Linked DNA regions of Zea mays: all the other regions are linked to region 1. The links are chromatin contacts, called in public Hi-C maps. All regions are on one chromosome and are shown on one strand. Each heading gives the region's core, a stretch centred on a gene start, on an enhancer-like site or on the middle of the called end of the contact. The rest is flanking DNA. Distances are from core to core; before and after follow the strand shown. Region 1 holds the start of LOC103629994 (Embryogenesis transmembrane protein-like). Region 2 holds the start of LOC103629998. Region 3 holds the start of LOC100194230 (Adenine nucleotide alpha hydrolase-like superfamily protein).

What was found. Hi-C and Micro-C count contacts between places; a contact is called where the count stands out from the background.
Region 2: a contact with region 1 is called in a Hi-C map of bundle sheath, with 2.3 times the contacts expected there. The contact joins the promoter of LOC103629998 here to the promoter of LOC103629994 in region 1. A contact is called at or near these places in 4 of 25 Hi-C or Micro-C datasets (bundle sheath, ear, leaf and 1 more).
Region 3: a contact with region 1 is called in a Hi-C map of root tip, with 5 times the contacts expected there. The contact joins the promoter of LOC100194230 here to the promoter of LOC103629994 in region 1. A contact is called at or near these places in 6 of 25 Hi-C or Micro-C datasets (bundle sheath, ear, leaf and 2 more).

What each region holds. Positions count from the first base shown.
Region 1 is chr6:131,064,275-131,066,974 of Zm-B73-REFERENCE-NAM-5.0, reverse strand. It overlaps LOC103629994 (Embryogenesis transmembrane protein-like), which reads right to left and starts at 1,263. Exons shown (of 1, transcript XM_008651088.2): 1 at 1-1,263. The coding sequence starts at 619.
Region 2 is chr6:131,242,708-131,245,407 of Zm-B73-REFERENCE-NAM-5.0, reverse strand. It overlaps LOC103629998, which reads right to left and starts at 1,346. Exons shown (of 10, transcript NM_001330571.1): 1 at 1,175-1,346; 2 at 427-912; 3 at 1-225. The coding sequence starts at 775.
Region 3 is chr6:130,865,069-130,867,768 of Zm-B73-REFERENCE-NAM-5.0, reverse strand. It overlaps LOC100194230 (Adenine nucleotide alpha hydrolase-like superfamily protein), which reads right to left and starts at 1,330. Exons shown (of 4, transcript NM_001359434.1): 1 at 939-1,330. The coding sequence starts at 1,227.

The sequences.
Region 1 (2,700 bases), core at 14-2,513:
GTGCGAGAGTGTCCTTCCAGGACCTCTGGACGCCCATGAGTTTTTGTCGAAGCCATGGAGACGCTAGGTGGCGGAAGAACACGACGTGAAGCGCGACGTACGTGAAGACACCGGCGAGCAGCGCCCAGGTGTACAGGGACGTTCTGATCTCCCTGCAGCTGCCTGCGGCGTAGGCGCCCATGAGCCCGAGCAGGTTGAGCAACATGGCGAGGTGCAGCGAGCGGAGCCAGACTGCATGGCAGCTGAGCCTCCTTACCAGGAGCAGCATCAGGACGATCAGGGACGCCATGAACGCTGTCGAGTTGCAGTAGAAGAATACCTTGTACCGCTTCGGATAGGTGGATTGCAGGACGATGTCGCTGGCAAGATGGCCGTGCTGCTGGTCGTCGTTATTGTCTAGCCAGAGGCCGCCCGGTGGAGCAAGCCCTGCCTGGTAGGTGATGGTTGCAGAAAGGATTGCTAGCAGCATCAAGTACTTCCGCAGCTTCCACACCAGCTCTGCCTCGTCAGCGCCGCTTGGCACTTGGTCTCCTTGTCGCCGTAGTTCGTCCTGCAGATCCACGCTTCTCTCAGCCACATGGCCGTTGTTTCCTGGCTGCAGCTCAACCTCCATGCCCATAGGGCTCGACGAACAAAGGCAAATCGTCGCTGGGTGCCCTAACGCTGAGGATTCTGAACACTTGCTCTATTTGTAGTGTTGCAGGAGTATTTCAGTACTATATGCCAAATCGTCAATATGCTGTGGCCTTGTATGTATCACTGAATGTTAGACTGATGTGTACGTAGACATAAACAGTGGCGTTGGATCCAATGCCACATTTGAAAGGATGTTGTATCCTATATGGTAGGCACTATCAGAATGATAGAAAACTTCGGTTTCCGCCACCAAGAAAGAAAGAAAGAGTGCTTGTTTAAAAAAAGGAAAACAAAACAATGGTGCATTCCATTCAGTCGGTACCCACCTTTATTGAACATAGGAAATGTCTCCTCTTAGGCAGACTATTGTGATTGTAAGTGATTGGCTTTATTCTTTTCTACAACAGTTTTTTTTACCGTCGACCACTTGGGACTTCAAGCCCTACCACCAAGAACGCATCCTTCTTATTTTCTAATGCTGAACTTCTCTTAAAACTCTTAAAAATTAATTTTTATTTTCGGTGGCCTAACTCTGGGCATCGAAAATATGTCTGACCGTCGAAAGTGATGTAAAGTGCTGTTGTGTGTGATGGATTAACATTTAGATGTATTGTGTTGAACTGTAAAAAAGTATACATAATCCTGTGAGTGCAATGACAGTGAGTTTGGGAGTAGGGATATATATGGAATGATTGGTACCGGCTGCGTCAACTTGAGGTCAGGTCCGGTAGATGCAGTCAACGCTTGTTTGGTTGCTTGGACAGTCTTCGTGGCCAAACCGAATTGGTTCCCAAAGCACCTCTCGGCTAGGCCCAACAGGCACGTGGGAGATGACCTTCCCTTCCCTTCCCTCCCAAATCAAGTTGGACTGACGTGGGCACGAGAATTGAGATGTGTTTTTTTAGATTTTATGTTATATCTCTTAATTTATATATATCAAACTAATAAACTGATTCCATCACCGTGGTCATGACATTTTTATCGACAAAACTAGACTACACTTGTTACATAAATTTTACTTTATTTTATTTTTTATTCTATATGCAGCCAACCAAACCTGATCTCTTCCCAGCATGGTTCAGTAAAGAAAAGTAAAACTAACCATGACAAAGTGGTTCGAATGAGCTTGGTTCCAACTCGATCAAGTCTGGCAAGGATCCTAGGTCAAGTCCAGCCAACCACTCCCATACTTCCCACCGGCGTCCATACCAATGGTTGGATTCATCCGTATTCCAGGCCGGATAGAAATTGTTCGGTTACAAATGGATGAAAGGAGAATAAATCTTTTATAGTCTAAATTAAATAGTGGTGAAATTAGGCGGACACGGACGGATAGTACCTCATCCTGTATCTTACCCTAATGTATTTAAAACAGATTTGGCATCAGATACAGATAGTTAGAAACGGGACAGATACGAATAAAGGGACCGGATATTTATTCGGGTGGATAAGTGACGGATACGAATATTATTTGGTTGAATATCGAATACTTGTCGGATAATGTATTAATTGCTTATCATAAAATATCCTTGTTCGACCACAAAATTGCAAATAAATTATAAAGACTAATAAACATTTTATAAGAAGATAACCTCAAGTTGCCACATAAAAATGGTACAGTGAAGTATTAATTATGTTGAAACTTGGATACTTAGAGTGATTTCATATATAACTCACACAATAAGTGGTAATAAAATAGAAGAAACATTGACATCTTGTGGATTTTATGGTGTCATTATTTTTTATGACTATATGTGGTCATATGTTGTATCTTCGTATAATTTCATGAATTTACGAGGCTATTTGTGCATTATTAATTACTTTCTGCATAAAATCATCAAAATATAATTAAATTCATAAAATACACTAGTTTTGTCGGGGACCATAATTAGGGGTACCCTCAAGACGCCTAATTCTCAGCTGGTAACCCCCATCAGCATAAAGCTGCAAAGGCCTGATGGGTACGATTAAGTCAGGGGTCAGTCCACACGAGTGACTCGATCACGCTTCACCCGAGCCTAGCCTCGGCCAAAGGCAGCCGACCTCGAGAGACTTCCGTCTCGC
Region 2 (2,700 bases), core at 97-2,596, 180 kb before region 1:
ATGATGGAGCAGCGTTTGATTTATCCTCCTCGGCAGCTTCTATCTCATAGATCTCTGGTACTGCTGTGGATACTTCAATAGGAACATTCAGCAAAGAAGATCCTTTCACCAATTCAGTTGATTTGTCTGAATTTGATGCAAGGTCATCTGAGGCCCAATGTGCAGGTGCCGTCGTCTCTTCTTCAGAGTAGTTTTGAGCCAGAGAAACGTTGAGACGAATTTCTCCTACAAAAGCCATCATCAGGAAACAAGCATGTTTTGGGAGTTATCTCTCCTAGTCCTAGTAGCACTACCGCTACACAGAGTATCATCATGTGATATGGGGCGACTAATTAACTGACTAACTAACTAGACGGGAAACAAAAATCACAAATTGAATGAAGTGCAAATAAATAAAACAAGAAAAGTGGCAAGGTGTGTCCTTACCGCAATCCTTGAGCTTGGACTTCTTGCTCTTGGGCTGCAGTTGGTACCACTGCGTTCCGAGCGTGCGGTTGTCGGCGTCGAGCACGGCGGTGAGGGGCAACTTGACCTGGCCGAGGACGTCGGCGGCGAAGTAGCGGTCCTCGTGGAACACGGAGACGAGGAGGTTGTCCCTGAGGTCCCCGACCCGGAAGGCGAACTCCTCGTCCCAGGCGGGGCAGAGCGTCTTGCGCATCACCTTGGTCTTGGCCCGCTGCTTCCCGAGCTGCGCCTTGGCGTAGGGGTCCCGCGTCCCGTCTGCGTCCGTGGGCGGGAGGCCCCGCGCCTCGATGACGCGTACCACCAGCCTCATTTTATTTCCCTAGTGCAAAAAATGGGACGAATCCAGAATCTAGTTTTTGTTACTGTTGCTGTTGCCAAGAAATTCGATTCGATTTGGCGGCGTCACTAGGTCTCCTCCGATCGAATCAGATCCTCTTCTTACTGCTGCTGCTCACATGGGATTAAAAAACCAATGGAAGACGAAGTATCAGGAGGATCGACAGAGCGATATTGCCGACTGCTGGCCGGGGACCAAGAACGCAGGAGGCAGAAAGAATCTCAGACGAAAACAGTCTAAATATCGCCAAGCATGAATCCGGGAGAGAAGAGAAGGACGTGCAAGAAGACTTGATAAGAAGGCAGCAGCGCAAACACACACAAAGAAAATGGGAAAAAAACACCTCCCTCCTGGAAACCAGTAAGAACGAACCGCGTGTGTTGTGGGCGATTGACTCGCTGGGAGGGAGGTCCAGGGGCGGCGGAGGGAGGAGGTGGTGGATGGGAGGTTCGGCTCAGGCAATGAAGGCCTGGATTGGATGGAGGGAAAAGGGGGGTGCGGAAGGAGGAGACGGGGCGAGTCCACCCCGCGTCGCATTTGTCGCTGCTGACTTTCAAACGAACCGCCCCCGTCGGTCAGGATCAGGTCCGTCCAATCGTTCGTCTCGTCCGTTTGAGCCTGGCCTGGGAGCTTGGAGGCAAATGGCAGGAGGTCAGCCAAGCCATCCCATACAGGAGGATATATCATGTGCAATTAATTATTCGGTACAAACGTGTAATTAAACCATTCAGTTTAAGATATTATATGGAAAAAGTTAAATATAAAATAGATAACAGTCGGTTACTCGTGCGTTGCGATGGCTCACAACAATATCCAAGTAAATTATCCATAAAAAATATATCAAGATTTTTATTGATTATCTTCGCTCTTCGCATAATATTTTTATGAACGCACGGGTACCATAGGTAGCAAATCAGAGACTCATCTCTCGCCTCCTCCACTTCTAAGGTTTCGTAGAGCAGGAGGGGAAGGTAAGAGGCAGACATACCTGTTCGTTGCTGGAGAATGACATGACGAAGACCTAGGTATCTGGAGGCGACATAGATAGTATACCGCTAGATATATAGGGAGAGAGCACACAAGCGGAGACAAAAACCAAGCCGGAGCAACTCCAAACCGAGAGGCACCCGCACCCGGCGTCAATCCGAGAAAAGCTAGAGAATGCGAGTGTCTTCCAGCCCTGGACCTGCCAAAGTGACACAACACCACCACCAACTTCGTAGCATATGCCGATTGCTGCCACGTTACAGGACTTGGTTGTCCAATATCTCAGACCTGGACTCCTCGTCTCCAAGATAACCTAAGCGTGGCAGGCGCCACCATGTCCTCCTCGACGGCACGCACAGAGAAAGGCCAGGAGCATGACTGACTCGCCTCGTACTGAAAGGGAAATGTGCCCTTGGGCCATTTCTAAGTATTTTGGTGATTGAGTGCCAACACAAGTGGACTTATGTTGATCTATGCAAAGTGATGGACAAAGTGCAAATCAAGTAAAAAGGTATATTTCTAAGACTTAGTACATTGTTTTGGAGACTAATGTATTGTGTCTAAGTGCTGGAAACAGGAGAAATCAAGTTGGAAAAGAAGATGGCTTTGTTCAGCCAAAGACAGCTCGGTATGGGTGCACCGGACAGTGTCCGGTGCGCCAGGCCGGCGTCTGTCATCTGGCTGCTCTCGGGAAGCAATTAACGGCGTACGGACTGTCCGGTGAGCCAACAGTCGGTCGGGCCAACGGTCGGTCGCGTAATCCGCGCGCGACGCGTGGCAGAGCCAACGGTCAGAAGGGGGCACCGGACTGTCCGATGTGCACCGGACAGTGTCCGGTGTGTGACACCCCAGTGTCACCTAGGGTTTATCTCAAATGTCAAACCAAGAACCATTATTTCATGTGAATCAAA
Region 3 (2,700 bases), core at 81-2,580, 200 kb after region 1:
GAATGTTGCTTAAATATATATAGTCAGACGCAGCATATGGGCAGTAAGTAACACATTCAGAAACCTGCTTTTTTTTTTCTTTGGCATTCCAGTATTCCTGTACGCTGTATATATATGGTCCACGAATCTCGTTGGCACTCGCTGTCAGGATCTCAAATAATGAATGCATATTATCTTTATTCCGAGTGCTTCACCCAGGTGAGGTGAGGTCTGATGGAACCGCCCACAGGACAGGACTCTGATTAAAACCCAAGTGTTTCGATGGAAACAGCTTGATTAGAAGTAGAACCCAATAATTTCACGGGATGATCAAACAGATCCCATTATTACTACTGGTTTGCCAAAGAAAACATAGAAAGAAAAATACTCCTACAATTAGGAGCCACAGGACCTACCTAACACCATGCTGATATGATGTGTGGCTTTGTTCGCGTCTCCGACGACTCCTAGGCTAGCTAGGCTACGAGGTCAGCATCAACGGCTTGGAATTTTGCTGTTGCAGATCTGCGACGGGGCTAAACCCAATGTAATTTACAAAAGCCTCCATGAAGAAAATTCCGGCTTTAATTTGTGAGGACGACACCTTTGAAAGTTTCAACCACGCGAGCAAAAAAAAAAACTAGTCCGGACGTGAGGCCACATCTTTTATCGCTTGGAAACAAGGCTTCGTTTGCAAATTACAGCGTTAGTTGTTTCGATGTTGAGGTTGGGCTTGAGGAAACATTGGGCTAGAATTTCGGATCGAGGAAGCAGTTTGATCTGGATCCCCAGTCAGGGAACACTACTGATCAGTACACGCAACAATCTGAATTATTCTAGTGATGAAGTTATAATCATCAATCGTAAATCAGTAGTACGACATGTTATTTAGTAGAAGAAACGAAGATGATGAGGCAGAAGCAGAAGAGGGGAGAGAGACCAAGCAGTAGTAGGCTCACATGGGGTGGGTATGCTGGTGACGACGGGGAAGACGTGGACGAGGTAGACGAAGCTGCGCGGCTTGGCGAGGCGGCGCAGCGCCCAGGACAGAGCCGCCATGCTGGAGCCGCCGCTGCCGACCGCCACGTACACGTCGTCGGCGACCGGGACGCTCCGCGGCGGTCTTCCGTCATCCGGCTCCAGCTCCTCTATCTCCCACGTGCTGCTGCCGCCGCCGCCAACACCGTTGGTGTGGCTCGGCAGGCTACCGGCGTCCTGGTCGACGCCACCGCCACCGGCCTCTGCCATGCACGCGCGCGCGCCTTGGATTAACCCGGCCGCCGGGCCCTGGCCAGGTGAGGACGTGAGGTAGAGGGATGTGAAGACGATCGAGCAGGAGCAGGAGTCGTCGTCTGGCGCGTGGTGCCGGTGTGTGTACGGCCGTGCTGGACGAAGATATATATATTTGGTCGTCTGGGGCTCTGGGCTGGGATGTTATTCTTGTGATATTTTCGAGGTATATACTGTTGTTCTTGTTCGGTCGCTGGGTCCTGCAGCTAGCAAAGGTTTGTACACAAATTCTGCTGGCTGCGCTGGTAATGTGTTCATCTGTGAAATGGTAATCTGATCCTACTGATATTATGATGAGCAACTTCAAAAGAACACTAAAAATTTATTTCCTAAAGCGTTTTATTGAGGTTGTTGTTAAAAAATTCCTAAAAAAACTGAACCTACAACAGACTGCTCATAAACAATCCCTAAGACTACCTTCAGCAACAATCCCTAAGACTACCTTCAGCAGCTTACTCATACTCATATTCAAACAAACTCTGCGAACAGTACACTCTATAGTGCAGATCATACTTTTGAAACAACTAGTATCCGATCTTTACTAGCAAGGCCAGCTTGCCTAGGCACAAGCACAACACACTTGTAACAGATTGGGCGATTGTCCTCCATCTCCACCGTACCAAAAGATGTCCTCGCTCATGCAGTTGATGACTGGTACAAAGAAATGGATGGTTTATTAGTTCTGACGCTGGGGCACGTAGAATATATATATAGGAACATCGCCCATTGTGTTAAGAATAGTAATAGTAATGCATGCACATATATATATTTACACATAGATGATGATGATTGATTGATTGTGCAAGGCGTGGACCGGGAGTGGAATATGCTCGCGGATCAGGCTGTGGCATGGCACCACACGGCATCGTTGAACCGTTCGCCGGACACCTCGCCGAGGCAGCCTGCGTAGCATACCTGGGCTGTATTCTTAGCCAACGCACCAATGGGCTGTGTTGTGTTTCTGGATGAGGCCCTGGCGGGACCTACTTCTTGTTTGTTCGGGGTCGGTACAGGCCCAATGGGCTCTGAGGAGTGGGCTTGTTCTATACGCGTTGTACTACACAGACCGCTAGCTTTTGGGCCCTCTCCAGCCTCCTATGTGCCCGCCCTTGGGACAGACTTGCGCGGCATTCTTGTCCTAGCTGCTATATTTATGATAAAAGCCAATTACTAAACCTCTTTATCCTACGTACGTCTAGACCATTACAGTTATCGTTAGCATAAAAAAATGAGCGTCGTTATAGTTAGTAATTCAGAATTTTTACAATGTGGCTTTTGATGTGCTTTGTTACATTAAAAAATACTCAATGACAAAACATGATTTTCACAAAAAAAATTTTGCTCAGTTTTTAGGAATTATTTGATCAACCTAAAAATTCGTACAAGATTCGAAATTGAGCGTTTTTTGTCCTTTTAAGTTGCGATCAAACT